Linked DNA regions of Sus scrofa: all the other regions are linked to region 3. The links are chromatin contacts, called in public Hi-C maps. All regions are on one chromosome and are shown on one strand. Each heading gives the region's core, a stretch centred on a gene start, on an enhancer-like site or on the middle of the called end of the contact. The rest is flanking DNA. Distances are from core to core; before and after follow the strand shown. Region 1 holds the start of CDH5 (cadherin 5, type 2 (vascular endothelium)). Region 2 holds the start of DYNC1LI2 (dynein cytoplasmic 1 light intermediate chain 2). Region 3 holds the start of CMTM3 (CKLF-like MARVEL transmembrane domain-containing protein 3).

Region 1 (4,547 bases), core at 1,433-3,932, 200 kb after region 3:
TGGTTCTGCCCTGGGCCCACCTTCTGCTCCTGTCTGTCCTTCTCCAGAAGGAAATCTCCTTCACTGCCTGCCTGGCCCAGCCCTGGGGGCCCCACTTCCTGTTCCTCCCAATACCCGCACCTTCCAGAATCTAACCATTATACTGCAGCAGACAGTCTGGAATTTAGGGACCCTGAATGAGTTTAGGGTCCATCCATGTGGTCCATCCCCTGCCCTAGAGACATTCGAAGACTGAGGCTCAGAGAGCAGACCCAAGACCTCCCAGCATCCTCCAGGGCTCCCAGGCTTCTTCCAGGAAGTCTTTGGAAATTTCTCTACCCAGCAGCAACTGGATCTAGGTCAGGATGGGCTTGTCAGTATCTCTCCAGCCAGAAGCCAAGCTACTTGGGGCAGCACCTGTCTCCTAGAATACTCTTTTCCCAGGATCATCAGGCTCCTGGCTCATCCTGGGCCTGCTTCTATGGCTTGAACTGTCAGGTTCTATCCTTCCCAACTTCTTCGCTCTCCAGGAGGGGAGTGTGGCAGGGCAGTGGAGTTAGAAGGAACTGGCCTCACTCACATCCTGCTTTCACCTCATAGTAACTGTGTGACCTGAGACTGGCTGCTCAGCCTCGCTCAGCCTCTGTGGTCCTGCTGTCAAGACTCCAATTCTTTTAGCAGCTTCCGGGATGCCAAGGGGGTGCAGGGGGTAATGGAAGTAGCAGGGATGGATCCCCATGGGCAAGGGGCTCTAGGTTATTTCCCCCCCGAGCGAGTGTCCACTATGTCCATGGGCATCCCTGAGGCAGCAGCAGAGCCGTGAGTCATCCAGCTTTGGGAGAAAATAAGCGTGGCCCCTCTGGCTTCCTGCTCCCATGTCCGGCCCTTGTTCAGCAGCACAATCGCTCAGGTCCAGACTGCAGGGCAGGCAGTTTAACCCCTGCCAGGCCAAGGCCAGTAGGCGCCTTGCCTACCCCCTCAGCATGGGAAGCCAGAATTAGCAGAGCTGCCTGGGGGCACAGCAGCTCCTGGGCCCCTTGGTCACCTGCTGCCCTCCAGGCCGGGACCCACACGTGCTGGACTCAGGCCAGTCAGGAGGGTCCTGCTGCTCCCCATCGCCTGAAGATGAACCAGAGCTCTCAGTCCTGGGACTCACTCCTGGCCTTTAGCATCACTGGCCCTCCTGCCACTCCCTGCTCTAGAAACCTTCCAGCCACACTGGCCTCTGTGGGGCCAATGAGCTGCCCGGCTCCCTGCCTTCCCTAGAATGCCCATTGTTTCCTGTGAGGCTCCTGTCTGCCCACCACCCCTGGCAGAAAGGCCCAGGGTGTGGGGATGGGGGAACCAGTGTGGTGCTTGGCACCAAAGAGCTGACACATCCTCTCACCTGCTAAGGACTGACCAACTTCAGGGGTCAAACCCTTTATAACATTCAAGCCATGGTCAGCTCGGGTGGCCGGTGAATTCAGCTGTGATTTCTTAAAGCCCCCCCCTGCCCCCCGCGCCTCCCGTGAGCCATTCCCGACACGAGGTGTGTTCAGGCCTCCTTTAATTGACTCACACAAAGACCGTTTCTTCCAACTTGCGCACGAGGAGGCTGACACATGAGAAGCTATGTGTTCCGGGAAGGAGCCTGGGCTTTGGGGTCCAAGGTCTCGCTTCTCCACTGAGATGTGGGGAAAGGCCTTATCAAATTCATCGGTTTGCCAGTGACAGGAAACAGTGAGCTCCAGCGCCCCAGGGCCGTCTGTGAGCATCATTTTCAGCTCTTGCAATGAATTGCAAAAAGAACTGCCATCTCCATTGCTCAGACAAGCCAACCGAGTTTTGGAGACTTTGAGTAATCTTCCCAAGGTCTTACGGGAAGTGAACGGTAGAGCTGAGATTTATACTAGGATGGCCGTCTTCAAGCCAGGCTCGTACCCTAGACCGCCTGCCTTCAAGTCTTTAGGGGGAACTTCTTCAAAATATGAGGGCTCCTGGGTCCCTTCGGTTCCCATCTATAGGTACCAGGGTGTTGGAAGAGAAAGACCACAGCTCCCACAACTCGTGACTGGCCCCTACAGTGTCTGGGGCTGGGAGGGGACAGATTCCACTGGCAGATCCCCGGGGGCCCAGAGCCGAGCCTCAGCCTGCCCATACTGAAAATGGGGGCAGAGGTTGACGAGGAGGGGCCGGGGCTCTGAGCTCCCCTTGCGGGGCTCCTCTTGCCGTCCCGGCACAGAGCTTCAGGGTGGAGGGGATGACCTCAGCCTTGGTGAATCCTCTCTCACAGGGGAAGGGGCCCCGCAGGGGAGCCTAGGCCTGGGTGCCAGTCCTCTGTCCCTGGTGTGCTGGGCGACTCAGGCAGAATCCTGCCCTCCAAGCGTCTGTCCCCCGCCCCCACGGAAGCCCATGGGCCCTGGGGCCTGGGTGTCTACCCATGGGGGAGCTGAGCTCGCCCCTTCCCCAAGCGCGTCCCTCCGTGCCTGTGGCACCCTCGCTGGGCACACCTTCCCGGCCCTGCCCTGAGCCAGAAGCCCGGGCCGCCCCAGGAGCGGCTCTTCCCTGCGAACCCATGAGGACCATTCCCCGGGTGGGAAGCCGAGGCCCCTCACTCACCGTGCCGGGGGCCGAGATGTGTGTCCGTCTGTCTGGCTGTCTGCCGCCCGTCCGGGGCTGAGTGTGCCGGGGAGCTTGGCCCACAGCCTCTCGAGGGGAGCCCCGCCCGGCGGCGAGGGAGGCCTGGCCGCCGCCCCTTCAGGTTTTCCAGCTGGCCCTGGCCCACGTCCCCCCCGGGATGGTTTCCTGTTATTGTTCCTTTGTGAGGGCCGGGCTGGCTGCAGAGAGGCAGGCCTTCAGTGGGCCTCGCCCAGCCAGGCTGTCCCCATGGAGGCCGAGCCCTGGACCCGGCCCCTGACCCTCAGTTCGAACCCCAGCCCTAGGCCTCAGCTCTGGGGCTTTGAGTCCAGCACCTGCCAAGGGCCTTCATTCACCCTCCTTATAAGCCTGGGGACAGGTGCCATCACCCCCATTTTACAGCTCAGGACACTGAGACTCAGCAGGTGTCAGGCGCTTGTGTACTCATCTGGGGCACAGTAGAGCCAGAAATGCAGCCTGGGTCGCGAGGGCTCAGAGCCAGATTTTCCCAGGTGACCCTATGACTTGCTGGGGGGGAGGGGCAGACTTCTTAGGTGACAGGGAGCCCTCAGGGGCCTCTGTGGTGGGATGGGTGGGGGCTGGGAAACACACCGCAGCTCTCAGTTCTGGAAACTGCTTCACCTTCTTCCCAGTGGGGGTAGACGGGGCATGGGGCTGCTGAGTGGGTTTAGGAATATCAAGAAAAGTCAAGCGCCGTGACTCTACCTTGGACGTGACCGTGGGCCCGTCGTGCCCCTCCACCTCGCCTCGGTTTCTCTTCTGTAGAGTGGGGATACTCACAGCCTCAGCCTCAGCCTCATGTGGCTGCTGAGATAAACAGGAGTCCAAGAGGGGTGTGGAAGATCGCCACGGCGAAGGCAGGACCAGAGATGGTTAGAACCAAGAAGCTGGGGGCAGGAGGTGCTCAGATGCTCTTCATCATGAGAGTCCCAGAGAAGGTTTTACAAACTGCGGACACGGGAGCTCCACCCGAGTCCATCTGATTTGGAATCTTCCAGGCGTGTGGTGGGAAGCTTTGAATCGTTGGCCCCTATTTTTCCACGGATGAATGAATGGGAAGTCCCGCAGTGGTTCCCCCCCCCCTTTTTTTTTTTTTTTTTTTGCCTTTTCTAGGGCCACACCCGCAGCATATGGAAGTTCCCAGGCTAGAGGTCTAATCAGAGCGTAGCTATCGGCCTACACCACAGCCACGTGGGATCTGAGCCATGCCTGCGAACTACACCACATCTCACGGCAACGCCGGATCCTTGACCCACTGAGCGAGGCCAGGAATCGAACCCGCAACCTCATGGTTCCTAGTCAGATTGATCAACCACTGAGCCACGACAGGAACGCCAATGATTCCCTTACATAGCTGGACAAACAGAGACCGGAGAGGGGGCGGGCCTGGCCCGGGGCTACTTGGTATGTCAGTGGACACGAGTGTGGAGATGGGGATGGGGCAGAAGGGTATTTTGGGGGAGGGGGAGATGGAGATTTCCCTGTTTCAGGCATGTTGAGATTGAGGTGGCTCATAGACACCCGAGTGGCCAGGTCAGATTGGCAGCTGGGGACTCGGGTGGATACGGTTGGCTACACTTGGCCTAGAGCTGAGGTTTGGAAGCCTGAGCTTATGGCTGTCTCCCGAGGCCACCATGGAAGTGGGCGAGCTTATGGGGAAGGAGGCCTATAGGTTGCTTAAGATCGAGCCCGGGAGGAAGGAGTGTCGCCTGGGTCAGCCTGGGAAAGGGGAGGACTGAAGCTTGGGTTGGGAAGTCAGGGTCGTCGATGGCTGTGCCCAGAGCAAGTTAAAGGGAAAGGAGTGGAGACGAGGGGCTGGCGGAGGGGAGTGAGGAGTGAGCCCAGCTCCCTTTCCCAGCCTCACAGTGGGTGAAGCAGAGAAACGGAGGCTTTTTGGTTTTGTTTTAAGGCTGTGCCGGCACGTGTGT
Region 2 (4,483 bases), core at 67-2,566, 140 kb before region 3:
AGCCCTCAGATAGAAGCCACACCTAAAGTTAAGCTTGATAGGTGACATTTATTTTTTCTTTGCTTTTCTTCCATTACCCTCTTCCTTCCCTTCTCTCCCCGTCGCTACCCCCTTCACATGCCTTCCTTTTTCCTTCTTTCTTTTCCCCTTCCTTCCTTCCCTCTCTTTCAAAAGGAAATGGAAGCCTCCTATTTCTGGTTGGCTACCAGAAAATACAAATTAAAAAAAAAAAAACCAAACTGTCAGGGAGTTCCCATCGTGGTTCAGTGGTAACAAATCGGACTATTATCCATGAGGAAATGAGTTCAATCCCTGGCCTCTATCACTGGGTTAAGGATCCAGCATTGCCATGAGCTTCAGTGTAGGTGGGAGACACCGCTAGGATCTGCTTCGTTCCTGTAGCTGTGGCATAAGCCAGCAGCTGCAGTTCCGATCTGACTGCTATCCTGGGAACTTCCATATTCTGCATATGCGGCCCTAAAAAGACAATAATAAGTCAATCAATCAATCAATCAATAAAATAATCTGTTAAGTATCCACATTGCTGCAGCTGTGGCACAGCCAGTGCAGCCAAAAACAAAACCTGTTAACAAAGCAAACTAAGGTGTATTTAGTGGTAAAGATCACTACCTGATGGTCCTAATAGAGTCAAGGAAGACGGTGAAAAGTAGGATATTTGTGAGGATTTGAGGATCTCGTTTAAGGCCAGTCTTTCAATTCGGGGGTAGATTAGCATTTGGCAAAATTCATGATATAATAGGTTAAGACCGGTGAGTAAGACTGGAAGTGTCAGGATGCTATCAGAAGATAGCTAGAAAGCACTGGGTCCTTGGTCAGGTTTCTTCAGATTTCTGAGATTCGGATTCATCACTTGTAAGAATTAGATAAGATTCAGTGAGATACTGTGTGACCACACGGTAAAAGCCCGATAAACGGTGCTGTCATGTATCAGTTTCATTCCAAAGCCTGTCCCGTCTCTCCTCGACGGCGCAGCAGGAGTGGCCAGCGCGCGAGGAGCGGGGCGGGGTGCCGTTGTGCCCGTCGGCCAGCAGAGGCCACTAGCGCGCCCTCCGCCCGGGCGGCTCCCACTCGCGCCGCCGCTTCCGCGAGCAGGGCTGTCCCGGCGGCCGCCTGACCGTCGCCCACCTTCAGACACCGCAGTGGCCTCACGACCCTACGGGAGCCCGTGAACATCGAAGGCCCGGAGGAGGGCGGCGGGCGGCAAGGACCCCTTGGGGCGGGCGACGTGGGGCGCGGCGGGCGGCCCGGCCGGGGTCCTCGCGGGTCCTCGGCGGGCCCGGGGGAGGGCCCTCTTTGTGGCTGCAGTTGGCAAGATGGCGCCGGTGGGGGTGGAGAAGAAGCTGCTGCTGGGCCCCAACGGGCCCGCGGTGGCGGCCGCCGGTGACCTAACCAGTGAGGAGGAGGAGGGCCAGAGCCTATGGTGAGACTACGAGGCGGCCAGGCTGAGCCGGCCGGGCGAAGGGAGGGCGCGCCGGGCCCGGCCGGACCGTCGGACAGACTGACGGGCCGTCACTGGCCGGTCAGGTTCAGGCTGGCTGTGGGACCCACCTCTTTGCTGTTGTCCCCACAGGTCCTCGATCCTGAGTGAGGTGTCCACTCGCGCCAGGTCCAAGTTGCCGTCCGGCAAGAACATTCTCGTGTTCGGTGAGCGCCAGGGACGGGGCGTTGCCCGGGGAGCTGGGGTGGGCGAGGCGGACGCCCTCTCACCGAGCCTAGGCTTCCTCTCCCCTACGGCCTGCCTGCAGCCTGCCTCGCCCGGCAGGGCCTGGAAACCCTGGCTGCACAGCCGGAGAGTGGTTGAGTCCACCACGCCCGGAGTCGGGACGGTGCCCCTTTTTGAGAGCCCAGGGATGCTGGCAAGGGGTTGTGGGCACATTCCTTAGTCGCCGTAGTTTGGCTGCAGCATCAGCTCTGCTTTAGAACCCTGGTTCTCTGCTCTAATAGCCTCAAAGTTCACCATACTGGGCGTAGAGAGGGGAGTGAGTAGATTGGAAGGTTAGCGGAGGTGGAGGAACGAGGTAACTGGGGATCGGGTTCGGGGGAGATGCCACAAAAGCCGTTTTTGGATCTGGATGAGCATTGCACAGTGGGAGGGACGTTGCAAAGGACAGCAGGCTCTGGAATCCTCACCAGGGGCTTTACTTGCATTATTTCAGCCTTCACTGCTGGGCTAACTGGTTTAGGTTCCTCACCATCTCTGGTGTCGTTTCCTTGTACAAATGAGGAAGTTTGGCTGGGTTCCTTCCTATGGCAAACCCGTTTGTTTGTTGAGTGAGTCCTGTAGGTTGGTCACTGGGACAGCACAGACATCCCTCAGACACCACACAAGAATCTCCGTCTAATGAGACATGGGTGGATGTGTTGGTAGATGTGTGAGGTTGCTCGGCATGGGCAGGTTATTCTCTGAGCATCATACAGTCTAGTGCTTGCTGTTTGAAAGAAGGTACTTCTTGGAGTGAGGTGTTTTCAAGGATAAATGTCAACATGCAGTGGCCACAGAGGGTTCGTGTTTGCAGGAACACAGGTGACAAGAGCATAAGGGGATTGGAAGCTACCACAACCTCCTCGTGGAAGGTAACTGATGAAGTAAGTTGTGGGCAGATTGTGGAAAGCTGAAGGGTTGATACTTTTTCCTGAAGGCACCCAATTCTCAGGGGCTTTTCATTCACCTCCATCCCCTAATTCTCTTGGGAATCACTGCAAGGGTGGTTTTCCCACTGTCTTTGAGGGGAGCATATGATCTTCTTTAGTTGATGACCAACCACTGTAGTAGGTCTTAAGAAGTCTTCATGCACTGGAGAATCAAGGACACCAGGTCTGTGTTTTAGAAAGGGGACTCTGGCAGTAGAGTGGGAGGGAGGCTCAAAATGAGCAGGAACTAGAGTCGGGCTAAGTGCTTGCCATGTCCATGTTGGATGTGGAGGGCCTTAGGAAGGTGGTGGCATTGTGGGTGGAGAAGAGGACTTTGATCTGTGGAATGCCTTTCAGTTCTCATGTTCTGTAATTCCATATTATTAAATCCCAGGGGTGCCTAGCAGTGTTTATTGGTGGTGGCTCTTCCTGATGTCTGAGGTTTCTTGTGGGGGACGAAGGGGGGTTGTTAGCTGGGTGGAGGGGCATGAGGAGGCACTTGATAATTACTGAGATTGTGCTAAAGAGTTTGGCCTGGGTCTGTAATTATTTTCATCAGTTTCCTAGCCCTCAGGATGCTTACAAAAAAAAATATGCTAAAGTCAAAAGTGAATAACAGTTTCCATTCTTCATGATTATGAGGGAGGATCAGACTTTTTTTTTAGTTAAAGAGTTCCTGGGTTTTAAGGTTAATTATATTTTGAAGATGTCTTGCTCTTCTTGTGGTAAAAGTTGTTTCTGTCAGAAACTAGCCCCACCTTTTGCTTTCAGTTCTCCAGATGCACCTTATAAATGATAGGTAGGGCCAGCAAACCTGTCTTATTCATTTCCTTGTAAAGTAAGAATGTCTGTAGTAGATTGTCATTTTAGATCTTGCAAGTTGCCGCCTTTATCACCTCTCCCCACCCTGACTGCAAACAGTAGATCCTGCCGTGTCTGTGAATGTGGGTGAGAACTCAAGAGCCTTGAAGGTCTTGGTTGTTCCTTGTGTGAATGTCCAGACTCCCCATCCTCGTCTAGAGTAAACAGTACGCTTTGTCTTCTTACATGCATTGCTTTAGGTGAAGATGGTTCTGGTAAAACAACCCTCATGACTAAACTTCAAGGAGCTGAACATGGCAAAAAAGGAAGAGGCCTAGAGTATCTCTACCTCAGCATCCATGACGAGGACCGAGATGGTGAGTAAAGTGTTGATCCACAGAGGTTTCTTGAGTCCTTGGTTGCTGCTCCTGCAGCATGCCCAGGCATTCTCAATTTTCTGTTTAGTTCTAAGAGAATTAGTCACAGGGAAATAGATGGAGCGCATATCTTTGTAGGACTTTACCTACTTTTCTTTACAGTGTATGTTAGCAAAATGGGGAATGGGCCTGGTAACTGCTGATCTGGATAACCCCTACTTAACAGGAAGTACTGAGGGTATAGTTTCAGATGCCCATACAAGCAAGAAAGTAATGGGGAGTTCCTTGGTGGTCTAGTGGTTAGGACTTGATGCTTTCACTGCTGCAGCCCAGGTTCAACCCCTGGTTTGGGAACTGAGATTTTATATCAAACCACTGTACCTTATGGCGTAAAACAAAACATAAGTAAGAAGTTTTAAAGTGCTTTGGACTTTTTAATGAAAGAAACACTTGGCAAACTGATCTGGACACCATTGTTACTCTGCCTGGTTCTGCTGGAGAATCCAAAATTGCTCAGGAGATATTTACAAGAGAGTTTTCTGAATCTCTTTGCGATGGTGTAAAAATGCTCTTTTCCTAGGACAGTTGTTTTGTTACTACTATTTTTCAGTGGCGATAATAGAAGCTCAGAGGTAATAATGTTCTCTTTTAAT
Region 3 (4,782 bases), core at 156-2,655:
GTCTCCTGCCATCTGCCCTGGGTGATAGAAAGGAGAGGTTGGAGCAGGATCCTCCTCCCTCTGGTCCCTGCCGCCCTGCTGCCCTTGTCCAAGCTGTCACCTGGCCCTCAAGTGACCCATGTCAAGTCCCCTGGACGCTTGGTCCTCAGCTTTCTTGTCTGTAAAGTGGGAGTAATGACAGGGATTTTCAAACTGCTGGAGATCTAAGCAACAAGTGTTTCTCCCTCCTCCCCTCCCCTCCGCTTGGCCTTTCTTCCCCTTCCTTCCCCCCCCCCCCCACAGGCCGACCGTGCTGGGGAATTTTCCGAGTGTCCGGAGGACAAAGGCCTGACGGGGCCTACCGGGGTGGGGGTTGCGGGAAGGAGGAAGGAGCTCAGTGGGGCGGGACTGCTGAATTCTAGCGAGGGAAGGGAGGAAGAGGAATGAAGTCACCCTGCTGGACCGCCCTTCTGCAGCCTGGGTGGGGTGGGCTCCCTGCGCGCCCCCCGCACGCCTGGGCCTCAGCCAAGCTCGGGGGTCCCCTCTCCCAAGCTGGCGGGACTCCACTCTGGCTTCCGTCCTGCAGCCCGAGGCACGGCCGGTCTTCCCAGTGCCCAAGAAAGCGGGCAACGGCGCGGAGGGCCAACTCTAGCCCTTGACTCCGGAGCTGCAGAGGGCTGATTCCTCCAGGGCCCTCCCGGGTCGTGGCGGGGGCGGTGGGCGTGGGAGCCCGCGACGGAGGCCAGAAGTTGCAGGGACATAGCCCGGCCCAGGGGCCCAGAGAGGGCGGAGGCGCCCAAGGGTCACACAGCTCCTGGCCGAGTTCCCAGCGGCCGGGCCACCTCGTCGGCGGGCCCCCTCCTCAGGCTTCCCTCTGGACCCCAACTTCGGGTTAAAGAATCGGGAAGCCCTGGGCGCGGGCCCCGCCTCGCCTCCAACCCGCGGCTGAGCTTCAGCGAGCCCGTCCCGAACTGGGGAAGTTTGCCCAACTCAGCCCAACTTCGGGGGGCTGCGAGGGGAGCCGGCCAGCCGGGGCTCCGGGACCGGGGGATGCAGACGGCGGCTACCGCCCGGAGCCTCACGCCGGCGGCTGCGGACCGGAGCGGCTGCTGGGGGCTCGGCGCCGCCAGGTGGGGCCAGGGGCGCTGCACTCACCGACTCCGCCAGCAGGAGGCGGCCTTTGAGCGAGCAGAGGAAGGCGGGCGCCGGCAGGAGGGCGCAGAGCCCGGAGACGGCCGTGCGGGGCGGGGAGCGGCTGGCGGGCCCGGGGTCCGGGTCGGGCTCTGGGTTTGGGTCTGGGGGCCACATGGCGTCGGCGGCCGGGACCGAGGTTCGGCCTCGCTCCCTCTCACCCGGCGCCCGGGAGGGAAGCGGAAACCCGGACTGTGCGGAAGCACAAGGCTAGGCTAGAAGGGCGCGGGGGCGCATCTCCCCGCCGCCCCGCCCCGCCCCGCCCCTCTTCCTGCCCCGTTCCCTCCCCCTTCTCCTCTCGGCCTCGTTCCCTCCTCCCCTCCTCCCTACTCCTGCCCCCTCCTCTCCTCCCTCTCCCCTTCCGTCGGTCTTCCTCCTCTTTGCTTCCTCTCCTCCCCTCGGACCCAGGCTGCCAGGGCTGCTTAGGACTGCGCTGGCCCGACTGGTGGCAGTGCTGGCTTGGAGCCTCCTCAGACCCCTGCGTTCCCCCCTCCACCCCTGTCCTGGCATCAGGAGACCTTCTTATTGCCGCCCCGGAACACCCAGTCAGAGCTCCCACCCATCCCTTCTTGCCCAGAAGATGGTCTGCACGCGCTGTCTCCCTCCAGTCATGCTTCCTGCCCATGCAGGAACCCAGAAACCTAGGCGTCCAAACTGAGAGACTCCTCTCCTGTCCTGTGGCTTTGACCCTGCTGTCAGCTCCCCGCCCCGCTCCCTCTCCCTTTGTCCCCTGGCCACCCCTCATGTGCTTGCCCAGCCCAGACCTCATTGTTGGCCACCGCAACCCTGGATTTGCGCGCACACATTCCCCTCGCCCCCACCCTCACCCCGCATCTTCATGGAGAGGACTCCAGACATACACCTCGGGGCCCAGCCGCTGCACAACCCACACATGCCTCCGGGGCGTTTGGGGTTAAGTGGATCCAATATCCAGGCCATAACATTCTCACTCTGCCTGATCCTCTGTGAAGGGCGCTGTCATCTGTCTTTCCACCCCAAGAGCCAGAGACCTGGGGATTGGCGTTGTTCTCCCACACACTCACCATCCACCAAGGCCTGCACTTCACTTCCCAAAGCTTTTCTGGATCTCTGTCCAGGTCTCACCTCCGCAGCCTCCAGTAGATCTGAAACCACTTCTGTCTCCTTCCTGGACTGTTGTGAGGGTGTGTTTAGGAGGCTTCTGTGCTTTCTCTCTTGGCAGCCAGAGGGATGCTTAAATCGTCAATCACAGTCATCTTCATTCTCCTCACCTTCAAAAACCTTGGGAACTTCCCGTTTTACTCAGAGACTTGGTATAGAGCCTAAAAACGCAGCCCCTTGCTATCCTCTTCTGTCTCTCATACCCATAGAGCTTTTTACCTCTTACATGCTCCCTCCTGCCACAGGGCCTTTGTACATGCAGAGCCCTCTACCTGGATTGCTTTTTCCACCTTTTTATCTGAATAATTCCTATTTTTCTGTGATCACACTGCAGTAGCACTTCCTCAGAGGAGACTTCCCTCACCTTTCTAGCCAGGTAAGAGGCACTCACTCACTCATTTATTTATTCATTCCACTGCAGTGCTAGAAGCCCAGGAAGCAGGGAAACCCCAGCTTTGGGGGGATGGATGTGGGTCGGTAAACACTAACCGCATCCAGAGAATCCTGAATAAGATCCTGGTGCTACGTCTGGCTGGTTCAGAATGCAATCATAAAGGCTGTGTGGAAGAAAGGACTGGGCTAAGGGCCAGGGGAGAAGATGGATCAGACAAGGGGTGGGGTCAGACTGTGGAGGACCAGGCCTTGGGGTTTGGATTTTACTCCTAATTCCCTGAGGGGAGACCAGGTGAAGATTAAAACAAAGGATGTCCTGGTTCTGATCTGTGTTAATTAAAGCACAGCTCAATATAAATAACTCAAAAATAAGAAGAACAAGCCAATTTAAAGAACGGGCCAAAGATTTGAACAAGCAATTCAGCAAAGATATGTGACCATACACGAAGCATGTGAAAAGGTGCTCCATATCATTGGACTCTAAGAATGTAAATTAAAGCCACAATGAGTTCATACTATACAGCCATCAAAATGACTTAGTAAAAAAGGATGCTGCTATTTAAGTGCTGCTGAGGATGTGGCGCAACTGGAACTTTCATGCACTGCCGATAAGGGTGGAAATTGTTATCACCACTTTGGAAGACAGTTTGGCTGTTTCTCAGAAAGTTAAACAGAGACCTACCATATGACCGAGCCATTTTGCCCCTCGCTATTTACCCAAGAGAAATGGAAATACGTGTCTCTACAAAGGCTTGTAGGTGGATGTTTATAACAGCCCTATTTTTAATAGTTCACACTGGAAACCACCTGTGGTCCATCAGCAGCTCAACAGGTAAAGGAGTAAACTAACTGGGGTAGCCCTGCAGTGGAGTACTTCAGCAATCAGAAGGAGTAAATCATTGACAAAGGCAACAAGGTGGATGCATTTTCCCGATATGCTGAAGAGAGTCAGACTTGAAGCTGTACATGCTGTATGAGTCCATTTGATGAAATTCTAGTACAAGTGAAACTAAGCTCTAGTGACAGAAATCAGATCGGTGGTTACCTGGGGCAGGAGGACACTTTCGAAAAAGGTTCTTTATTTTGACTAGGGTGGTGGTTATACAGGGACATATATTTGTCAAAACACATTAGACCATACACTTAAAATGGGTGCATGCTACTTCATGTAATTGATATCTCTTTTTACGGAAAGTGTTCTGAAAAAAAAAGCAAGTATAGGGACTGACTAGAGCGGCTGCCAGGACCCAGGGAGAGGGCAAGCAAAGCCGGGTGGGTGCCCTTGCGTGAAGTGACTGGATACCCGTGACCACTGGTGCATCCCACAGCCTGTCGTCGTAGCCTGTCCCAGTCCAGAACCTGTCACACAGGATGGCACCAAGAAATGTCTGCTGTGGAGTGACAGGGGGTGGCTTTTTTCCTTTCATGTATAGTTAAATACTATCGTGCTTATTTTGTTGGTTAAGTAATCCTGTCTTTGGCCATTAAGACCTCCTTCAGGAGTTCCCGTCGAGGCGCAGTGGTTAACGAATCCAACTAGGAACCATGACGTTACTGGTTCGCCCCCTGCCCTTGCTCAGTGGGTTAAGGATCCGGTGTTGCCGTGTGTGGTGTAGGTTGCAGACGCGGCTCGGATCCCGTGTTGCTGTAGCTCTGGCATTGGCCAGGGTGGGGGGCGGTGCGCTACAGCTCCGATTAGACTCCTAGCCTGGGAACCTCCATATGCCATGGGAGCGGCCCAAAGAAATAGCAAAAAGACAAAAAAAAAAAAAAAAAAAAAAAAAAACCTCCTTCAGATGGGCGCCTCTGTCCCCAACATGCCCCATTTTCATTTTTCCACTTCCTTATTTGCTGACACAGTAAGATCCTTCAGGCTTGTTTCATATTATCCCCATCCCAGTCTGAGGACCAGCTGTTCTTCCAAGAAGCTCCAGGGCTTTTTACTGGAGAACAGTATTTAACAACCAAAATCTCTTAGGGCAGTTTTCATTTGCATTTCTCTAGTTATGAGTGGATCAAACTTTTTTTTTTTTTTTTTTTTGGCGTGTAAGGGCCATGGGCATTTCCATTTCTGAGAAC

What was found. Hi-C and Micro-C count contacts between places; a contact is called where the count stands out from the background.
Region 1: a contact with region 3 is called in a Hi-C map of embryonic fibroblasts, with 5 times the contacts expected there. The contact joins the promoter of CDH5 here to the promoter of CMTM3 in region 3. A contact is called at or near these places in 1 of 47 Hi-C or Micro-C datasets (embryonic fibroblasts) and 1 of 2 datasets of contacts at active chromatin or transcription factors (skeletal muscle).
Region 2: a contact with region 3 is called in a Hi-C map of mesenteric adipose tissue, with 2.1 times the contacts expected there. The contact joins the promoter of DYNC1LI2 here to the promoter of CMTM3 in region 3. A contact is called at or near these places in 2 of 5 promoter capture datasets (fetal liver and liver), 22 of 47 Hi-C or Micro-C datasets (alveolar macrophages, brain, embryonic fibroblasts and 12 more) and 2 of 2 datasets of contacts at active chromatin or transcription factors (alveolar macrophages and skeletal muscle).

Annotation. Positions count from the first base shown.
Region 1 is chr6:27,106,695-27,111,241 of Sscrofa11.1, reverse strand. CDH5 (cadherin 5, type 2 (vascular endothelium)) reads right to left here and starts at 2,682. Exons shown (of 13, transcript NM_001001649.2): 1 at 2,581-2,682.
Region 2 is chr6:27,442,971-27,447,453 of Sscrofa11.1, reverse strand. DYNC1LI2 (dynein cytoplasmic 1 light intermediate chain 2) reads left to right here and starts at 1,316. Exons shown (of 13, transcript NM_001243620.1): 1 at 1,316-1,441; 2 at 1,592-1,665; 3 at 3,714-3,830. The coding sequence starts at 1,335.
Region 3 is chr6:27,304,769-27,309,550 of Sscrofa11.1, reverse strand. CMTM3 (CKLF-like MARVEL transmembrane domain-containing protein 3) reads right to left here and starts at 1,405. Exons shown (of 5, transcript XM_021094006.1): 1 at 1,135-1,405. The coding sequence starts at 1,287.